Regions from separate parts of the Triticum aestivum genome. Here region 2 is linked to region 1. A link is a contact called in public Hi-C data. All regions are on one chromosome and are shown on one strand. Each heading gives the region's core, a stretch centred on a gene start, on an enhancer-like site or on the middle of the called end of the contact. The rest is flanking DNA. Distances are from core to core; before and after follow the strand shown.

The links. A called contact is a pair of places that touch in the nucleus more often than the background predicts.
Region 2: a contact with region 1 is called in a Hi-C map of leaf, with 3 times the contacts expected there. The contact joins the promoter of LOC123183155 here to the enhancer-like site in region 1. A contact is called at or near these places in 3 of 5 Hi-C or Micro-C datasets (leaf and an unstated tissue).

What each region holds. Positions count from the first base shown.
Region 1 is chr1D:474,958,563-474,962,861 of IWGSC CS RefSeq v2.1, forward strand. No RefSeq gene overlaps it. Among protein-coding and RNA genes, the nearest start is that of LOC123183155, 97 kb to the right of the region's middle. Within about 2 kb of position 1,784, at least 5 of the 8 cell types and tissues checked have an H3K27ac peak or open chromatin away from gene starts, as enhancers often do. A contact at or near this core is called in leaf, where this site is marked.
Region 2 is chr1D:475,054,713-475,059,011 of IWGSC CS RefSeq v2.1, forward strand. It overlaps LOC123183155, which reads right to left and starts at 2,588. Exons shown (of 1, transcript XM_044595898.1): 1 at 1-2,588. The coding sequence starts at 2,260.

The DNA.
Region 1 (4,299 bases), core at 534-3,033:
GGCCTGGACGCCCACCCCACCAGTTAAAATCAGGGGTGCCGGTTAAGTAGAAGGAGAAGTTTACTTTTGCCAATTAAAACACAACAGGTCAGCCCGTCCGTAAAACTTGTGCGTGTGCAGCCCGTGTGTCTAGCATTTTTGATCTGCGCGTGGGGTGGGCAGGTCCAGCAGGCCAAGTGCAAGCCGAAGCAAGCTGTAGGCCCAAGTTGTGGGCTGTGAGCAGTTGTGTGGTATCGTAGCAGTGTCATGGGAGGAGCGCCCATAGTCAGGCCCCAGGGATGTAGCCATATCGGTGAACCTCGTTAACAAATTTCGGTGTCGTGCTCGTGTGATTGGTTGGTCCGAGGATGATCGATGATATGTCTCGGATTTATTCTAACAACACTACGGCCTATTTTTCCAAAAAATTAAAAAAGAACTAGAGGGTAGGACAGTAAAGAGAGAACACTACCGCAAAAGAAGTTTTTTAGCCGTTTTTATTTTTTGGTAGCATTTCTAACAACGGTGTATGTTTTCCATCATGGCTAGACCTGAGGCCAAAAAGACTGGATTAGAGGGGCATCAGTAGTGGTACATTATCTCAGAAGCAGAGCTAAGCACATCCAGGCAGCCCATTTGGGAAACCGACGAGATTAGCAGGACCCAAGCAAGCTAATCAAATCTGCAGCTGGTCAAACGTAACCTCACATGGGCGCCCCGATTATGGCCGGAAAAAGGTTAAAGAAATGGGGATGCTTAACTAATTTGCTATCATGGTGTCAGTGACTCGGTGGCCCCGTACTCGTTCGTTTGTGTGGGAGATTAGTGTGTATAAGTACGGACTAGTGTTCTTTAGCTTTTTTGTTTTGCAGCGACAATTCTTCTCTAGCTCAGGTGGGACTATTTTATCTATGTATACTCTGTCGGTAATGATTGAGGGAGGCTCAACCAGAGCCTGCTAAAGCCATGACAAGCACGCCTAAATTCTCAAGCTCCTCTTTTATTTCTTCCTCTTGGTTTGAAAAGTAAATGCATGTTCCTTGTGGGGATGGATTATACACGTCGGATCAGCGTACCACGTAAGTCTATCTTTGAGAGCCCAGCATCCCTGAGTGGCTGAGTCCAGGTTTTGATGGTGGTAGTATATACAATCCTAATGCGCAATCACCAAGTGTAAGTTTTGTTTGCAAAGCCTACTTACCTTGATCTAGTAAATCTATCTGATACAGAACTTCGCTTGTAAGTGAGATGAATGTTCGGGTTTGGATCGCTCTCCATGTTGTGCCATCATGCATCCAAGATATCAAAATCTCTGGATGCTTCTTTTATCTATCTCCTTCATGCGTTTGCAGTGACCAGTACCAGTAGTACCTCGACATGCATGCAGCTTAGGCATCTGAAATCCGCATGATTAACAACCCACGCTACCACACGCAGTAAGCATGATGACGCAGCCTTGATGATCCAGGCTTAATTAGTGGCACAAGTGAAGATTAGTCTCGAAAGCCCTTTTTTTCGGGTAGTCTCGAAAGCCTATAACAGAAAGATGGATCAAGTTCACGTTCTGGCCAGGCAGGCACACAGACCATGGATGCTGGCATTAGCAGCTGCTCCCAAATTCCAATGGAATGAAATTTTGTTTGGATGGACGTGTTTGTTTGTGGAGTGGCGTCCTACTCCTTGTGCGAAACGTACGGTAGGCGGTCAAGTCCAAGTCCGACCGGATGGAGTAGATTTCTTGACGTACACTAGTGGTACGTACTACGTAGGCGGTCAAGTCCAAGTCCGACCGGAAAGAGGACCAACCGACGCCATCCAGACCAGGCTGTCTGCATGCAGCCTGCGGTGTCTGCACTCCACCTGCTCAGATCTAGCCAGCACAAATTCTCACATATTTTTTTTTTAAAAAAGAGCACAAACAATCACGCAGGGAAACATGGCGCGCCACGTGCACGGTGGACCGGCGCCGGAACCGGAGCCCAATCATGCACTACTCTTCGGCTTTCGCCATTGCCAACGCCCAACGACCGGTGCGTTGCAGTACTCGATCGAAAGGCTAGCTGGCTGCCGTTGTTCAAAGATGCTAGCTGCTGCAGTGAGCTATTGAGAGTGGACCATCCATCCTCCGGCGTACATCCAGCCACCAGCTCCATATCCTGCCCTAGCACATGTGCGGAGAACAAAAGCTAGCTGTTGGCGTGGTGCGTGCAAAGCGACCGCGGGTGGAGAAGCCAAAGAAAAAGAAAAGAAAAGCCCTTCCTCCTCTTCCTCACCTCACACCTCACTGGAGCTGCACCACCACCACACTGACTGGATCGCTGGAGCTGGAGCACCAGGCACGCACACACCAGCGGCTAGAGTGGAGGCAGAGCTAAAAAAGGGGGGCACTGCAGGGGACCAAAAATGACAATTGTGGTACTCTCAGTAAAAAGACAAAAACTCCTATATACAAAAAAAATTGTTTGTGTACATCATAGGTCGAACTGTATCTTCTTCGTAACGGATACATTCCTTGATATTTTTTCATGAAATTTCACACGGAACTAGATTGGGCACCTATGTTTGATATCCCAAAACTCCAGGGGGGTTTTTCCTGGTTTTTTTGTCATCTGATATTCATATAGGTGGTCGAGCATCCAGGAGCTCGTGTGCATTTTCCCATATCATGCCATTAATGTGAGGTGCGGAGATCTGCTAGTTTATTATGGCTCGGACTAGTGGAATAGCCTTGCCCTGCCTGACCCCCACCACCACCATCCAATGTGTCCTCCACTGCCTTGATAGATCTTCTTGCCCTACCCCTCACGGTATCTTCCCCACATGATTGTGGATCTTCTTTCCCATCCAAGCAAACTTGAGACTAATTGCTGCTATTTGGACACCCAGTGTCGTTCTTACAAAGTACCTCATAATTCAGCCTTCATACCAACTGCAACCAAGCTATTACTACTATTACTCCTTAGTGATCTAAGCGCTCTTATATTTCTTTACGGAGAGAATACTACATATCACGCTTGAGACTTGAGAGAGCATGATTAATTGACACAATCATAAAATCATTGAGACAAGGGCAACAGAACCATCAAGATATGAGTTTGTTCAGGTCAAGTGGCCAGTACAGGCTTGTTTATGGAGAAAAAATTGGTGCCAACATGCTATTGTTCAGTCAAACGAGTGTACATTTCTGGCTGGGAACAGACTAAAGCACACTCTGCTCTCCTCGACCACTGGGTTCAGTGCTCTGCAGAGCCAGAAAAACTCACCAGCAATAGCACCTCAGAACCTTATTACCAAGTTTTACAACAACTGAAACTCAGTGCCACTGTGCCAGGACGAGACGGAGCTACACATGTGGCACTTCACCTTCTGACAGCCCAGATAGTTGCTTGGTTTCTGCAAGCTTAACTGAACACTAGAAAATCCTACGTACAACCAACAAAACAAGAGACAATTGAGGTGTCGCTATCATATAGACACAAACAACCAAGGATAAGATCCTCCGATTGCATGGGTTTGCACCGGTCATTGAAAGCCATTAGCCTGATTGATTGCATACACAATATGCTCCCAGATGGAGTATATTGCTTTTGGAAGGAAAAGAGAGAAGGATCCAGTCTCTTGTCTTTAGGGGTAGGATAATCTTTTTATATGCAAACATTGTCAAAAAAGCATGCAGATGCATGATGCAGATTAGGAAAAACTTGCAGATGCATGATGCATGATGCAGATTAGCACCACTGCATAAACACAATCATGTTTTTAGGTAATGTGCTAGCATTTCCCATCGGGGGTAGTAGTGATCAAACGGTGTATCTGAGGGACCAAGCGCATCGAGCCAGCCCATTTGAGAAACCAACGAATCATCAGGACCCAAGCAAGCTAATCAAATCTGCAGTCAAGCAAATGATTCTGCACAAGAAGATTATATTAGCTAGCTAGCCTTGTAACAACGGTGCAAAACTTTCCCATCATGATCAGACCCGTGACCACGACTAGGATAGGCCTAGCTAGGAGACTAATAGCATCTCCAGCCGTTGGCCCCCCAGGACGGATAAAAATCGTCCCCTGGGGGCGAGCCGGCGATATAATCGGCGCTGGGGCGGTTTTGCGCCCAGTCGTCGCCCCCAGCTCGGCCCCACGCGCCGAGATTGGCCCACTTTTCAGCCCCCTTTCGGCGAACAAAGGGCCCATATGGGCGAGAATAGGCTCATATTCGGCGTGGTTCGCCGTGGCTCGGCGTTCAATTATCGACATAAATATTTTTTATCACATATTTCATCATAGAAAAATCAAATACTTCAACAAAATAGTACAACAACA
Region 2 (4,299 bases), core at 1,338-3,837, 97 kb after region 1:
TTGCGACGCTGGTGTCCGGAGCATTGCTTGAATCATCCTTCATCTCCTCCGGGGCAGCAGCAGCATTTTGTTGGCGACGATTCTGGCCCTGGTGAGACTTCCAGTGGACGAAATCGGTGCTGCACACCCATGTCTCCTTGGAGACCTCCATGGAGAGCTTGGGCTCGCACATCATCATAAGGAGGCAATCCGGCAGCTCGCCGCTCTTCTTCCTCTGTTCCTGCTTCACCACAACACATTTTTCCTCATCGACTCCGGTCTCAACCTTCTGAACTTCTGTGTGAATTTCAGCACATTGTGTTGTTGCTCCTTCTTCCTCACCATCAACATTTGTGGCCTCTTCCTTTCCATCCTCAGTGCACTCTTGGGCTTCCTCCACGCTGTTTGGTGCAGCAACAAGAACAGGGCAGTCCTTCTCCGACTCGGCCTCGGACGAATTTTTCTTCCCCTTCCTGGATGCCATCAAAACCTTAGGCTCCGCGACGAGGTGCTCCTGCTCAATGGTGAAGCTCCACCTCCGGCCATCCCTGTCGATGGAGAAGCTTGCCCTCCTCGAATACTTCAAGCTCGAGAAGCTCGACCGCCGCGCCTCCATTTCGGCCGAGAAGCTGTGCCGCCTGTCGACACGATCACTGCTCGAGGAGGCCTTGCTGCTCGTAGAAACACGCCTCCTGGTGCTGCCCAACCGCCGCAATTTGCGGTCCTCCTTCAGTGCTGTGGATGGGGAGCAGCTGCTGACTGACCTCCTGCCCTTCACCTCGTCCTCCATTCTTGGGGCATCAGCATCCTCCTTGGTGTCTGCCACAGCCTCCACCATTGCCGGTGCTTGGCTCTCACTCTTGGCAGCTTCAACCTCCAAGCCTACGTCCTTGCGAACAATCTGAGCCTCCACAGGCTCGTCCTTCTCCTCTGCATCTCCTCTGCAGCCTCCATCATTCGCTTCTTCCCCAATATCTCCATGCTTGGAGCTCTCATCTTCAGACACCACTTGACCGGCATCCCCTGCCTCGCCGCCGTCGTCTTCAAAGCCGCCGCGCTCGCGGCATACCTCACCGTCGGCGGAAACAGCTGAATTCCGAGCTTCCACTGCACATTCCTTCTCCACATTGGCCTCGCCTTCTTCCTCCTCTTCTTTCTCGACGCCGCCGCCGCCCCCTTCATTGTCGACCTGGCCGACACTGGCAGTGGCCGCCGCAGGGGAACCCCAGAAGCGCGTGGCGAGCTCCGCCATGCGCACGGGGTCGGATCTGCAGCGCATCAGCAGGAGAGCGTTCCTAGGCGGGATGCAGACGCTGACCCTCCCCTCCTCCTCCTTGCCTCCAACCAGCAAGATCTCATCTTCCTTCTCCACCTCCACCGCGCCGACGACGACGCGGGTCTCGTCCTCCTCCTCTTCTTCGTCGTCCTCCACGTCCCAGCCCTGCATCACGAGCCCCACCTGCGACTCCCGGGCCTCGTCCGCGGGCCCGACGGCGGAGCCCTTCCCGACGTCGTCCTCCTCCTCCTGGATCGCCAGGAGGCACCGGGCCACGGCGGCGCCGCAGAGCCAGCTCCCGCCGGCCGGGGCGCGGCGGCGCTTCTTGTCTCCCGCGGCACCGGACCGCGGCGCGCCCCCACGGTCCCGGGACGGCGAGCAGAGGGAGCGGCCGCCGCAGGAGCCGAAGGTCTTGAGCGCCTCGCAGATGTTGACCGGGATCTGGTAGACCCAGCCCTGGTTCTTGGCCCCGGGGTGGAGGCCGCCGGCGCCGTCCCGGTCGTCCGCCCCGCGGCGGAAGCTGGCCTCGGACCCGGACAGGCCGCCGCCGACGCCGCGCCTGGAGCGCGAGCGCAGCGCGGCGGCGGAGGAGGAGGCGTGCTTGGGCTTGCGCTTGCCGCCCTTGACCCGGACCTGGCCGATGCAGGTGACCTTGGGCGAGGAGGGCTCGGCGGGCTCCATCCCGCCCCGCCCGCGCCGGCCCCCCGACGCCGTCCCCGGCGGGAACATGGGCGACTGGCCGCCCTTGAGGCTCCCGCTGTTCCTCAGCCGCCTGCTCAGCGACGGGCGCAGCAGCGCGGCCGGCGCCGCGTCGGCAGCACCAGCACCACCAGAGCCGTTCCCTCCTCCTGCTGCGGGGCCGGCTCCGCCGCGGCCGGGGCTGAATGGCTTGGAGGATGAGGAGGGTCGCAGCCCTGAGGCGGAGGGGCGGGAGGTGAAGCAGATGAAGAGCTCGGTGCCGCCGCCGCCGCCGCCAGCGCGGTCCAAGTGCTTCTTGCGGCGCATGAGGCGCGCGAGGGGGCAGCACAAGCAAGCAGAGGGAGATGCGCTCGCTGAGCCTGTGACCTCGCCTTGTTTTTTTCCTCCTCCTCCTCCTCGAATTTATTATTCCAATTGTTTATGGTGAGGATTGGGGAGTGAGGTGAGGCCGTGGTCTTGCAGACAGTGGGGAGCTCACTTGGAAATAAGTGAGCTGCCGCAGTAGGGTTTGGGAGTGAGCTCTGCTCTGCTCGAGCTGGTTGCACTTGCCTCGTTAACCGTGGTGCTTAGCCGCTGCAGCAATCAACCATCATGGCTGTAATCTGCCTCGCTCGAGGAGGAGGATGATGATGGAGTGGAGTAATGGAGGATCAGGGAGGGGGACAGGGACGTGTAGGGTTTGCTTGAGCTGGCGGTAGGTGGGAGGGGGCAGCGAGCTCCACCACCGTGGAGGGGTCCATTTTGCGGCTGTTCCGGCGAGCGGTGGCTGGCTGGCTGGCCCGGTGCGCATGTGCGTACACCAGGATATGTGTGTATGTACGTATCGGCAAACATACGTACGTACTTGCGAGTTTTTAAGAAGCTACGAAAAACACATGACGGTGGTTGGGACGATGCCGTTTTCGGCTCTCCCGATCATGTGATCTGCTGTATCCTTTTCTTCAGGGGCCTCTTTGATCTGTGGGATCTTCAAACCATAAGAACATAGGAATGCAATTGCATGTGCAAAACGAAGCATTTCTGAAAACAAGGCAATCTGCATAATTGTGTGTTTTATTCGCGACAAGAGAGAAGACATAGGAATCCGAAGAGATTTTTTTTTCAAGGAGGATTTACCCCGGTCTCTGAATCGAGCGATGCATACAACCATCTTAATTGCATTATTCGACAAAGATCTTACAAAATATATACATAGATCAATCCAAAATCACCGTTTAGACAAAAAAAAATATCACCCTACTTACAAGATTGATGATGTGCCCTGACCGCGCGCCACGCGCACCAAGAAATTTGGTGGCCTCACCAAGCCGCCCGCCGGCTAGCCAGGACCACCAACCGATCTAGCAGACCCTCAGCGTGCACTGCATGCGCATGCCATAGAATCTGTCACCGCCTTCTGCTGCGGTCCCATCTTCAGGAGCAATCAATGCACTTATCTTGCCAGACACTTATACCGTCGACGCCACCACAACGCCTGCCTCCTTTGCGCATCCATCGAACGGTATCCAACGTTGAGCCCCCTGCACCTTGCCGCCAAGACTCGTCGTTGTCGATACTTTAGATGGCACGCTGCTCCACCTTGGTCATCGCACGAGAAGCATACGAAGACCTGCGCCCAGCCACCAAGCCAAACACTTATCCCTCCAGCCGGTGTAAAACCTCAAAGATGATGCCCCCATGAGGGTGGCGACGCAGGAAGCTCGCCATAATCCGATCCCAAAAACCCTAATCTGGGGTTTCCCCAGGTGTACACAGGGAACGTGAATCGCCCCACAACGCCTCCAACGAGGTAACAACACCCGCGGGCGCCACCGTTGACGGTTCTGGCCGAGACCGAGCCAAGCTTTCGCTGGCAAATTTGCGCCCATCCCCAGTTGGACCACCAGATTGACCTCCTCCTCATCCAGCCCGCCCATGGGTGACGTCTGCCGTCGGGAAACCGCACCACCGCCCGGAACCGCAATCCCGCCTGGGTGAGTCATCGACGACGGAGGGGGCATCATCGCTGCACCGCCGACGCTGGACGACGCACACGTCCAGAACACCCGCGCGGATCTCCATCGGAATTGCATCTCGGAGCCGTGGAGGAGGAAGGCCCCGCCGCCGCCCCATCATCCCCCGCTTGGGCTTTGTCCCGCGGAGCTCCGTCAATGGTGATGAGAGGGGCGGGCGGCGGCGGTTCAAAGCCCTGGAGCAGAGAGGGAATCCAAAAAAGATGCATTCGAATTATGATTGGGACACATGCAAAGGTGATATCAGATTGAAACTCTTATGGTCTTTGCGTTGCTTTTTCTATATTATAGAAATATAAGAAAGAGGTTTGAGTGGAATTTAAAATTCCTTTC